Linked DNA regions of Mus musculus: region 2 is linked to region 1. The links are chromatin contacts, called in public Hi-C maps. All regions are on one chromosome and are shown on one strand. Each heading gives the region's core, a stretch centred on a gene start, on an enhancer-like site or on the middle of the called end of the contact. The rest is flanking DNA. Distances are from core to core; before and after follow the strand shown.

What was found. A called contact is a pair of places that touch in the nucleus more often than the background predicts.
Region 2: a contact with region 1 is called in a Hi-C map of cerebellum, with 2.3 times the contacts expected there. The contact joins two enhancer-like sites. A contact is called at or near these places in 2 of 15 datasets of contacts at CTCF or cohesin (both in embryonic stem cells), 12 of 484 Hi-C or Micro-C datasets (cerebellum, embryonic stem cells and trophoblast stem cells), 3 of 115 datasets of contacts at active chromatin or transcription factors (all in embryonic stem cells) and 1 of 9 other capture datasets (embryonic stem cells).

Annotation. Positions count from the first base shown.
Region 1 is chr17:5,054,704-5,060,765 of GRCm38.p6, reverse strand. The region is part of intron 2 of Arid1b (AT rich interactive domain 1B (SWI-like)); the gene reads right to left. Among named protein-coding and RNA genes, the nearest start is that of Arid1b, 63 kb to the right of the region's middle. Within about 2 kb of position 2,180, at least 126 of the 459 cell types and tissues checked have an H3K27ac peak or open chromatin away from gene starts, as enhancers often do. A contact at or near this core is called in cerebellum, where this site is marked.
Region 2 is chr17:5,210,070-5,216,131 of GRCm38.p6, reverse strand. All of the region lies in intron 4 of Arid1b (AT rich interactive domain 1B (SWI-like)), which reads right to left. It overlaps Gm34854 (a long non-coding RNA gene), which reads left to right. Exons shown (of 3, transcript XR_876354.3): 1 at 1-2,314; 2 at 2,505-3,342. Among named protein-coding and RNA genes, the nearest start is that of Gm34854, 11 kb to the left of the region's middle. Within about 2 kb of position 3,896, at least 80 of the 459 cell types and tissues checked have an H3K27ac peak or open chromatin away from gene starts, as enhancers often do. A contact at or near this core is called in cerebellum, where this site is marked.

The DNA.
Region 1 (6,062 bases), core at 931-3,430:
CAGCAATCCACACAAAGGCCTGCCGTGCAGCCTACACAAAATGGGAGAGAGGAGCACACAGCAAACACACAGGTGCACTAGCCAGGGAGGAAACCACAGCACAGGGGCACAGCACTGTGCTGTGTTATTCACGGCTACACACATACATACACACACACACACTTACTTTATCTCTGAAAAATGGGGTCTTACTTTTGCATTAAGCAGTTACATTCTTATATATTTTACAGAATTACTTTAAAACGGGTGGGCGGGGAGATAAGGAGAGAAAAGAGCACAAGTGTCCTCCATCCCCAGCAAAGGTAGAGTTCGAGGCTCTCCCCACCTACATGGCCTATTCCAACATGCCTTCCAAAGGGCTCTGACTCAGAACCTCAGCAAACCCCTCCACATAAGTTCCCATCTTAGTGGACTCCCACCCTACAAATGAAGAGATCGCAGCACTGATCCACAAAGCCCCTTACATTTAGCAGCCGATCCCAAGGAAGAAAAGCATCCATATTTTGTTAACGTTCAGTCCAACGTGAGAATGCTACAGTCCAAGATCAGCCAAAGAGCTCTAATAAAAACACATCGATTCACATTGGCCAGGCCAAAACGGTCTGCTATAGTGTGCTCAAACACCCTCGCCATGTCCACCCCTCTGCCCAACAGTTTCCATTTCCAAAGAAGGAAGCAAGTAAGTGCTCCTAGTGAGAGCTGATTCTGTGCACTGGGCCAACTTCAGAACGAACGAGCAGGATCTTTCCCGCATGGGCTAAGAAGTGGGGCAAGCTCGAGTCTGCCATGCAGGGCCATAGCCAGGGCTACCCATTAAAGTCTGCCAGAAAATAGTCTTCAATTCCAGGAGGTGACTACCTGCTATGGCCAACATAAAGACCCAAGTTCAAATCCCCAGCATCTACAAGAAAAGTGAGAAACAGCTCTGCTCACCTGTGACCCCAGCACTGGGGGCAGAGACTGGAAGATCCTAGAGATTTGGTGGCCAGGCAGCCTAGAGAAAGTAATGTGCACCTGTTTGCTGACAGACCCTGTCTCAAGGCAACAAGGCCAACAGAGGCCTCCATGTGCCCACACACTGACATGCCTGCACCACACTCAGGACACACACAAACATAAATTAAATGTAAAGAATACTTAAAATTGCAAAGGACCTCACTTTGTGTAAAAACATCCCAAGAATGTCACAAGGCATGTGGCCGTGAGGCCTTGGGAAGAACAGTGCAAAAGAACGCTTTAGTGCATCTTCATCTGAGAAAGCACGTGAATTGCCTCCCCTTGTCAATCACTGTCAGGGCCAATGACATGCTTGTCCCTTCCTTGGGGTCCACCCGACTGTGACAATCGGCTTATCAATCATACGCCATAAGCGCTTTAGCCACTCCCTCCCCACAAGACACACATGGATGCTTGCCTCTCCCAGAAGACACCTCTCCAGGGGCAGACACCTCACTTCTTCTGAAGTGCCCCAGGTCTTGAACTGGGCCACCCATTGACCCACATACTGCAGGGAACAGCCTGAACAGCATTCACAATGAAGACTCCACAGCACTGTTCCTCACTGTACGGATGTCTAATAGCACAAGCAGGCGATGAGTCTGCCTTGCCTCCTTTAGCCCTGGCATGCTAGTATGTAAAACAGCACCCAGAAGAGGGAGGGAGACAGAAAACAGCTTCCTAGGTGCTGCTGTGGGGAGGAAGAAACAAATGGATACCTTCAGAACAATCTAATCAATAATTCATAACAAAAAATGTAAAGCAGTGTGCACACTCCCGAGGATATTCTGGACATAGTTTAAGAAAAATCCTACTGGACATAAAACTCTAAAAACAAAGACTAAATGTCCCAAGTTGTTGACATTTAATAAATATGTCCAGGAACCCAGTGCCCAATTAATTAGTTAAAGTATAAGTAGTTAGGCATAGAAGTTTCTCTCTAACAGATGGTATAACAGGCTTCAAAGGGGAAAGGAAATTAAACTCTAAAGTTGGCTCTCTATGGCTACTCTAACAAACATCAGACCAAAAGAAAGATGCGCGTGGAGGGCCAGCATCAGCTGTCTCTTCCTTAGAACAACAAAACCAGAACAGCCAGGCAGCAGGGCCTCCCCACACTGTGCACCCCCTCTGCTGAGCTCCATTCCCAGGCCAGAGCAGGATATAAAAAGCCTGGCCTCGTGCCAGCTGCCAAGACCACACACACCCAGTATTTTTAACTTAAGGAGGCCTAAGGATCAGGCCACCAGGAGGGCACCAGGAATGTACACAGAAGCTTAGCAACCTCCAGCCAGGATGGCGGTCTGCAGCCGAGCTCTGCAGCGGAGCTCTTTCCCAGCTCCCTGCTTGATTCCGGACCTGCTCTAACAGTGGCAGAGCTGTGAGAGACAGCATCTTGAAAGCTGATAAGAGTGAGTAGATGGTTCACGCTGAAAGAGCACGCAGGGTTTCAAAGACCATATGCAAAGCTCTGTAAACAGCAGCAGGAATGCTAAATACTGGCCGGCAGGCCGGCAGGCCGGGGAAGCTGGACTCTTTATTTTTCATTCCTGACACAGAAGGATACAAAGTTGACTTGTTATAATTGCTCTAACAGTTTGCTGTTGTTGTTTTTAGTTTCACACTGGTCTTGGCACTGGGCCACACATACAGATACTATGAAGCTGTGCCTGTAGATAAAATTCCTGATTGCCCTACTACAGTTAACTTATTTTCTGGGTTGCTTAATAAGTATGAATCAGAAGGTTCTTTTTCCATTCTGTTCTCTATTGCTAAAAATTGCATTAAACACAAACTTTAGTAAAAAAAAAAAAAAAAAAAAACCTTTTGCCTGTGATACATGCCATTCTGTCTTTCTCTGAGGAGTGAGGCTAGCCATATCTGTTAGATTGTTAGTATCAATTATGAAAACATGATTATCTTCCAATAGGAGTAGGTGGAGACCAGCAAGGCAGGGCTTCAATCAAGGAGCCTGCAGCTTCCAGCATCAGGGAGAGCATCAGCAGGCAGCAGGCAGAGCTGCAGCCCTGAGGGTCTACTCCCACCACAGAGAGTATCCTCTGGGCCCAGCCTGTGGCCCTTGCCTTCCTGTGGTGCTGCTCTGCTAACCCTTGTCCCAGTTCACCTTAAAACTGTCCCTTCCCACCATCCCTCACAGCAGCCCCCCTCACAGGCACTCAGCAACCCTAGCCTGGCCTCCTGTGGATGGGCAGAGAACCCACTGGCCTAGAGGCTGTCCTCCCAGCCCTACCCTGCACACCCGAGGGAGCAATCACTCTGAAAGCACTGCCTCAGTACCACGAACTTTCTCCTGGCTAATCTACACAGAGACAGCCCCACCTCACACAGCTCCTCAGGCCAGGGCCCTGCCAACAATCGACCCCGCAGATACTTATCTCCTGAAGTCCCCTCTGGTCTTAATGCACACACTTCTGGAGCCAGAGTGTTACCAGGTGGCACACTGAAACCCAAACATGTAGACAACAGTTTGTAAGAGAAGCTCTTACTAAAAATGTCTCTACAGGTTTCCATAAACAGATCAAGGCTCCTGTTTATAACTATGTATGGACCCCCACGGAAGGAACAATGAAAAGGTAAAAGTCTAAATCTGTGAGGGCAGAGAAAACATGAGCTGGGGTAGCAGCAGGCAAGAGGTCAAAGAATTTTTGGAAGGAGAAAAGCAGAGAGACAAGCGATAATTAATGTTTTAATTTGTTCTAGGTGAGAGGATAAGAAGCAAGCTAATTAAAGCACGAAACCCCAAAGACTCAGGAATCAGGGTGGTGGGAGCTGGACAGAAAGACCTGCAATGAGGAACACAGAGCCCCCTTCCCTGTCCTCACCTCAGGCAGAGGAGGACTGCCATCTGGAGGGCCAGCAGGAGAGGAGCCATGGAAACAGTGTGGCGGGGAGGGACACAGCAGACCCCCCTCTCTGAGAGCAATGGATACCTTAGTGGGAGAAGCATGCAGACAACACAAGAGGGGCCTCAAAGAAAATGGCTCAACTCCCACTCCGTCATCTAGTCCACCAGGGCAACTGGTCAACCAAGGACACAGAACTTTCTCTTTGAAAGTAGAACCTTACAGTCACCGGTTTCTAAAGCTGTGTAAAGGCAGATGAACTGCTGTCTTCCTGAAATGATGATATCAGAAAAGTTTGTGAAGAAAAACAAGTCTATACATAGTGAAACTGTGAAAAAGAAAAAAGTAAATACAGCCCCTAACAGGACGGAGGGGAGATTAACAATACCTGCCAAGAAATAGGGGGAAAGATAAACAGGTGACGAGTGGGGGATAATGTGAAAGTAAGGAGTTAATTAACCCAGGGTTAACCAATAAAACTTCCAAGGGTCACAAAGGAAACTATGATGTGACATTAGCAAAGAAAATACCCACTCACCTGCCAACCACACACACACACACACACACACACACACACACACACACACACACGGTTAACATTAGATGAGTCTAGAAAAACAAGCGGGAAAAGACAAATTTCAATTCAACACATCTGAAGTCTCCAGAGAAGGAAAAAGGAAGGCAACATACAAAGGACGAAGGCCTGGACACCTCCACAGACGCCCTGCGGGACACACAGACGGGGAGATAGAGGCTTCAGGGTAGATTATTGCCAACCTCCACATCTATGTGCTCAAGCAAAGCCACCTGACCCTCTGATACTGGGGACACTGGGGACACTGATCCCCACCACCACCACGCCTTTCAAAGAAGCTTCTCCAGGGGTGTGCCCCCCAAAAAAGGGACACACAAAACCCATGCATGGCTCTCAGTGGACAAAGGACTTAAAAAACTAAGAAAGGACTTGGATGCCACCTACTCACAGACACACAGGATGCCAGCACCGTCCGTGAACCCACTGGTCGAGTGGCCCAGGAGAAGTCCACTCCACTTGCTGATATACCACAAGAAACTAAGTTAATTGAGTTTGTCCCTGCTGCCATAGGCTGTATTAGTTCTGGATTCCGAAGTACAGACAGCAGCTTTCAGATCCTCAAAGAACAAAGAGATGCTCACCATGACCATGAGAAACGTTCTCCTCTGTCCAACTGACTGGCCCCACCACACTCAAGGGGCTTGGAGCTGGGCTGCAGCCGGTGCCTACATCTGAAGTGATGACACTATCATCAAGGCCAGCAAACAGGAAGCTGAGCCTGTGGAACACACGGACAGCCTTGAGTCCTACACAGCTGGACTCACATGAACACTGATGGCTGAATTACGTGACAGAAATGGCAGAGAAGGCAAGAGGAAGAAAGGGAACCTGGTGCCAAAAAGAGGACGTTTTCCCTCATACTGGAGTTTCTTTGTATATTTCCACAACATTTACCTCATCTTAAACGCCAGCCCAAACTGGAGAGCACTGACAGCACGCTCTGGGCGCTGCCTTAGATTTCTGTCAGGGTCCCATTGCCCAATGCGAAACTCATCAGCACTGAAGCCCATAGTGTTAAGTGGGAATTCTCTGCTTGACTGTCATAGAGGCACCATGGCTCTCTGACGCAGGCCCAGTTCAACATCATTTCTCAGGTGGAAGAAAATGAGGTCAATAGAAGCCATGTGTTACTTTTGAAATGTCCTCTGAGGAAAACAACTTTAACAGACGCACATTTCTGATCTGTGGAGGTGGGATTTTCTCTACTCTGGAACCTAGTGCTGCTTCTAAATGTGGAAGGACAGTATCTCGTCTTAAAAATATAAATAGAATAAATTTAACTTTACTCAACTGAGTTATTGAGATCAATTTTAGATGATTTCCCCCACCCCGGCTTACTCCCTGAGCTGATGCAGGAAAGCACCAGACCAGGATACAAATGAAAGGGGAACATGGGGAAGGAGGGCGAGACTCAGAAACCGGTGCAGAAGTCTGTAAGAAAAAAGAACGGAAAAGACAAGAAAAGAAAAGCCTAAAAACCTTTAAAGGCTGATGAAACTTGAAACAGCTTGCTTCTCACGCAGACCTAGAACAAGCCTCTCTGACAAGACCAGGGTCTAATGGGACCTATTCTTAGACCATGTGCCCATGCAGTAGCTGCTCCCAGG
Region 2 (6,062 bases), core at 2,647-5,146, 150 kb before region 1:
GAGTAATCAAAACCAAAAATCAAAATAATGATTTAAGGGGGGGGGGAGGGGGAGGGGAAGAGCGAGAGAGCGAGAGTGAGAGAGAGAGAGAGAGCGAGAGAGAGAAGAAAAGAAAGGAAGAAGATTTTCTTGGGCTGGAGAGATGGCTCAGGGGTTGGGAGCACTGACTGCTCTTCCAGAGGTCCTGAGTTCAATTCCCAGCAACCACATGGTGGCTCACAGCCATCTGTAATGGGATCTGATGCCCTCTTCTGTGGTGTCTGAAGACAGCTACAGTGTACTCACATAAAATAAATAAATAATTTTTTTTCCCTCCACAGCATCTCAAGTCTCCCCGGCAGTGGTTCTCAACCTTCCTGATGTTGTGACCCTTTAATACAGATCCTCAGTGTTATTTCATAACATTATTTCATTGCTACTTCACAACTGTAATTTTATTACTGTTATGAATTGTGATATAAATATCTGATGTGCATCCCCCAAAGGGGTCACGACCCACAGGTTGGGAACCACTGCGCTAGGGCTAAGCAGACTTTATTTTTGACCCCTGGCCAGAAATGCAAAGTCCAGAGCTCAACAAACATAGGCACTGTGGGACAGCACGAGCGCTACACAGAAGTCTGTGTAAGAACTTCCCTTCCAGAGGCTTACAGTATGGACAGAGCTGGGTAGAACCTATGTAACTAAGGCACTAATCAGTTTATTCTTAATTAGCAATAGCATATTGTCCAGGGTGGGCCTGGTTCATCAAGGGAAAGCTTTATACAACATGGGTGGGACATGAAGCAAATCTTGTGGACCATGAAATGCTGCCAAGTGGCAGAGACCTGCAGATCTCCTCCAAGAACTGAGTACGAACTGTGCCTGACCTCCCACAAGAAATTGAGAGCTTCAGAATGACAGCCACACACAGGTGAATTCTGCCAACCTCAATAGTCCTATTAGAGCTGCTTTTTGAGACCCTGAGCAGAGGATGCAGGTACTGTGCTAATGAGTCTGATGCTGCCACAAAGCAGCAATGCCTTGTTAGAATTGCTTTAGGCATCTGGCCACACAGCACCACACCTGTGGTCCATGGTACACTACTCCAGCCCATTCTCCATTCAGCAGGAACCACTTCCTCAGGAGAGGCAGTAGCCTCAGCTGAGCAGCACTCCCTGGTTAGCATCATCTCCATGAGACCCAGTTCCCAGTTTGTGACATGGCCAAAATGGGCTGCTTAACTTCTCATGGTCACTGACACTAGCTAGCTTCAAATATCAACATGAGACTGTACAGAGTAATATATCCACATATTAAGAAACAACTATTTCTCTTAGCCTAGAACTGCTACAAGCCCAACTGAACGGCAATCACCTCTAACTGAGTGGTCAGCTAGTCAGAGATGCTGAGGAGAAGGACGACACTGGGCTTAGAATGCCTCTGGTTACAAACCTGTATCGTGGCCTAGCATTTCTGAAAGGACAGAACTTAGTCTGACACAAGGAATGGCAACAATGTGCAGTTTCTGACATACAGTTCTTTAACCATAAACCAAATTTATAATGAGACATGCTACATCCAACAACCAACAAGCGGGCGGTGGTGGCGCACACCTTTAATCCCAGCATTTGGGAGGCAGAGAGAGGCAGATTTCTGAGTTCGAGGCCGGCCTGGTCTACAAAGTGAGTTCCAGGACAGCCAGGGCTACACAGAGAAACCCTGTCTTGGAAAAAACAAAACAAAACAAAACAAAACAAAACAAAACCCTGTCTTGGAAAAAACAAAACAAAAGCCAGAGAACATGAGTTGTTTTTTTTTTTTTTTTTTTTTTTAACCATAAAACAAAGTAAATTGTTTGAGAGAGAACTCAAAAAAGTCCAAATTTAAGAGAAAAACTGGGAAAGATTCAGGCACAAGGTTGCAGCCTTTGATAGTTCTTGAGTGGGGAGAGGAAGGAGGGGAGGCCACCTGAGCAGCCTGGATTTCTTTTGAGTACAACAGGAAGCAGGTTACTGACAGGGAAGAACACTCAATTTGGAACACTAGTCCCGATTCCCAGGGCAGCTGTGATGTTTGCTTTCTGAAATGTGGCACTTTCATTAGGTACAACTCAAGTTTTCATTTTTTGGTATAAATTGCTGTTCACTGCAGCTCTGTTCATTTAATCCTAAATTCCCTGAGGCTATGCAAATGTTGATTTCCTTTATGTCTTCTATTCTCACAATGTTCTGTTCTGGAGCTACAAGAGTCCATTGTAGAATCGATAGAAAGTATCCAGATTGAAGCTTTACTTTGTTCCTGATCAAATGTGAAAAATAAAACAAGCAAGCAAGTAAGTAACAATAACAAGAGAGGGAGGGAGGGAGGAAGAGGAAGAGAGGAAGAAAGGGAGGGAGAGAGGAAGGGAGGGAGGGAGGAAGAGGAAGAGAGGGAGAAAGGGAGGGAGAGAGGGAGGGAGGGAGAGGGATGCCAACTGTATTGGAGGAAGGTAATCACCCAGAAACCGTCAATCTGTCTGGCAGAATGCAGCACTGTCATTCGGATGTTTCCATACAGAAACCCATGCACACCTCAGAGCTGGGTTTACATCGAGCTCTTGGTCAGTGCTGCTGAGTCGGCAGACAGTGAAGCTTGGCTGGCTGGAGAGAATTCAACCATGGACAAAACTTCGCCACCTTCATTTCACAGAAAACCAGCGTGTGCCCCCACCCTCCCGTCCCATATTCCCTCTGACCATCCACAAGATCAAACTGCAGTTTCGTGTGGGGTGAGGACATTTTCATACACTGTTGTTTGGTGTGTTACATGATTTGCCTGGAAGCCAGCGTGTGCAAGGCCTGTCTTCACTGTGAACCACCCTCTTCTGCAAACTGCTGCTCAGGCTGTGTCTGCCACATCATTTTCTATTAACTGAACATGACTATAACAAAGCAAACACCAACACTGTATGAATAACCATGAAGGCACCAAGATAATACATTTAAGTACTGTGGAGAAACGTGGGCAGAAGACTACCGTGGATGTGACAATGGGAAACAGCACGAAAAAGGAAATTAACGCTCTTTTCTGTGTTTCCAGAAAATGCCAATGCCTAACTGGCTCATGAGAGACACCACCGAGTGCCCCAGGTCTGTCTGTACACTCTCACTAATTATAGTATTACGTTCTCTTGGCATTATAGACACTCATTCCTCTTGTCTCCTGGCCTGCTTCGATTCAGAAACAGGCATATAGAATGTATGTGCTTTGAGCCTTATACATTCGCGTCGAAAGATTCGAATCCAGAAACACTGCATATTCCCTTAGCAGGAGCTGAAACTAGATTTAAGGGATCACAAATCACCAATGTCACCATCTAAGGTAAAGATGATTCTACAATTGTCTCTGCTTAACAGAATGGCTTGTCTACTCTCACTCTGCTGATTATTTACTCAACTCTAAGGTACACTTTTATTTGTGTTTGAATTGATAAAGCAAGATGCTGGAAGACCCCAGCGCCTGTGCTCATTTCTAGTTGCTGCCTTAGTTTAAGGCACAATTTCCTTTATTTCACTTTTCCACAAGCCATAAAAAAAACTCATTTCTAATTCATCCGTTCGTTCAGCTTAACCTCTCTTCTCAGCAATTAAAGCACTCTGCGCATCCCTCATCTATCACACAGCCAGCTAAATAATGCATTGCGTCCTCCGCTCATCTTTTATCATCCCAAATGACAGGTATTAGCATATCTCCCCAGTCAATTACAGTGCAGCAGAATAATCACAGCATAATTGGGCGAAAGCCACTCTAATCACCAGCCCTGCAAATGCTCAGAATAAAAACTGAGTGGCAGTTCAGACAGGCCTTGCTCTTGTCCGTGACTCCAGCCAACAAGCCTGGCAGCTCTCCATTTCCTTCCTTTCAGCGCTTACCCTTTGGGGAGGTCAAGTTCTCCAACGCATCCTCTGTACAGAAGAAAATGCGTGTGCGTTACACTGCATACGGTAAACGTTTCCATAGCTGATCAGAAAGCAAAACCTATTTCGTGAGAGTGATGTCAGCAGGTGTTTTGGGTTCTGGCTGAGCTTAATTTCTATAAAGGTTATTATTGTCAGAATTGCAGGCCTTTGAGTATCCACACAGTAAAGAAATACTTTTTTTCATCTCAAATAATCAGGATTCCTCAGTTTCTTCCTAGATGGCTGATTTATCATGGGTATATATGCCTCAAGTCTGACGACTGCTGTTATTCTTGCAGGAGCATATGAAGTAATTCCCCAAGATTCTCACCATTAGCCACTGCTCACATACTCAGATGAGCAAAGAAGCTGTACTTGGGAGAGGGAAGACACGAGGATGCTTGGGGGAAAGGAACCAACTTAAGGCACAGTAGACATAGGCACACAAATCACCCATACAAGCTCTGAGAAGTCTCATCGTCTTTAGAACACTTGCTAAAATATACCATGTCTCACACAGACTACTCAGTCAAAGCTATATTTAATTCTCATTTAATAATGTGTATTTGCTCACTATTTCATTTATCCCCCCTTCCCCATGACAAGCAGCAGAAGCAATTCTGGAATGGACATTACCTTGCAGGAGAGGTGGGGGACTTGAGCTTTTTTTTTTTAAAGAAAGGACATGACTTGCTAGGGAGCACTCTTGCTAGGGAGCACTCAGGCCATTGATTTAAACAGCAGAACGTAGCTGCAGGGACAAGACAGAGTTTCCATACAGTTTAGTGAACTGAGCCACAAGGAGGCCAAGCCCAGCCATGTCAGGATGTGTCTGCCCTTCCACATGTTCCTCATTCATAGTCCAGATCTAAACTCTCACACAGCCAACAGCAAAGTGAACAGCACACAGGAAGAGCGCACCTGAGCTGGCAGCCCATGGTGGGCACGGAGTGTAATGTTGTGTCTTGGCCCACACCCTGGCTTTCATAACAGTTCTATCAGCGGTGGCCGAGATGCACCAGATCTCAGTGAAATGCACACAGATGACAACAGGGTGAGCAGGGCTCACTCGTCACTTGTTCACAGTTGCCAGTTTCCAAACACCAGCCTGCGACACATCCAGCATGAGCACACCACAGTAATCACACAAGATGGAGAAGCCAACCGCTAAAAAGAATTAAAGCAGACTCAGGGAAAGAGAGAGTCCCCAGACCTTTTCTCACTTCCTCAAATACTTTTATGTTCATTATAAAATGCTTTCTCTGTATTATTGCTTCAAGAACTTTACTGGCCTATGTTCGAAGTGTACCCCCACAGGAAGCAATACTTCAGTTGTAAAATGCTAATTTTTTCATATTTGGGAATAATTTTTATAAGGATTGATCAGAGGCACATCTGATATATAAGTATTAATTCAATAAGTCATTCCTAAGCCCGCTCAAATTTGACTTTAAAACCGTCCACTAATATAGTCTTTAATTCATCTTACTGTTCAACTTGGCTTCAAGGATTTTCCAACATATTGGCTCTTTCAACACCAGCCACTTTGACATTCTCAACTGACTTGAAAAACTGACACAGCTTGGGAAGAAGCCAAACTGCAGTCATGGGGAAGGGAGGAGAACAGCTTCACCATAGAGAAACAGCTGGTTTCAGCTTGGTACTGGAGAGACGCTAAAAGACGCACAATATTGGCTCCCATCTTCTCCAGGATCTTCCCTTCTCCTGCCTTGCAGCACAGAAAGCAGCCTGGTGATGTAACTGGCGTGGTCATAGCAATGCTATTAATAGCAATGCTATTAATCAGGGACCTCTCCACTGAAACCCACCCCCAGTTGTGTAAGACCAACAAGTAAGTGTGACAGAAGATACATGTTGTTATTGTCACTAGAAAATCAAGCCCTCAAAACATACTGCCAAGATCATGTCCCCAGGGAAAGCCAGAGTCGGTCAGCCTCTAACTACATGAGGGATAGGCCTACCTCCACCACTGCCCCCTCCCCATGAAAAGACCTCATTGGTCAAAGGCGCACTTGCATCATGGTACCCAGGAGACTCAGGATAGGTATATCAAATGCCTGCCACCTACCAGACCGGGAAAGAAAATCCTCTGAGAAAGGGAATTTACACCACACAAGAACC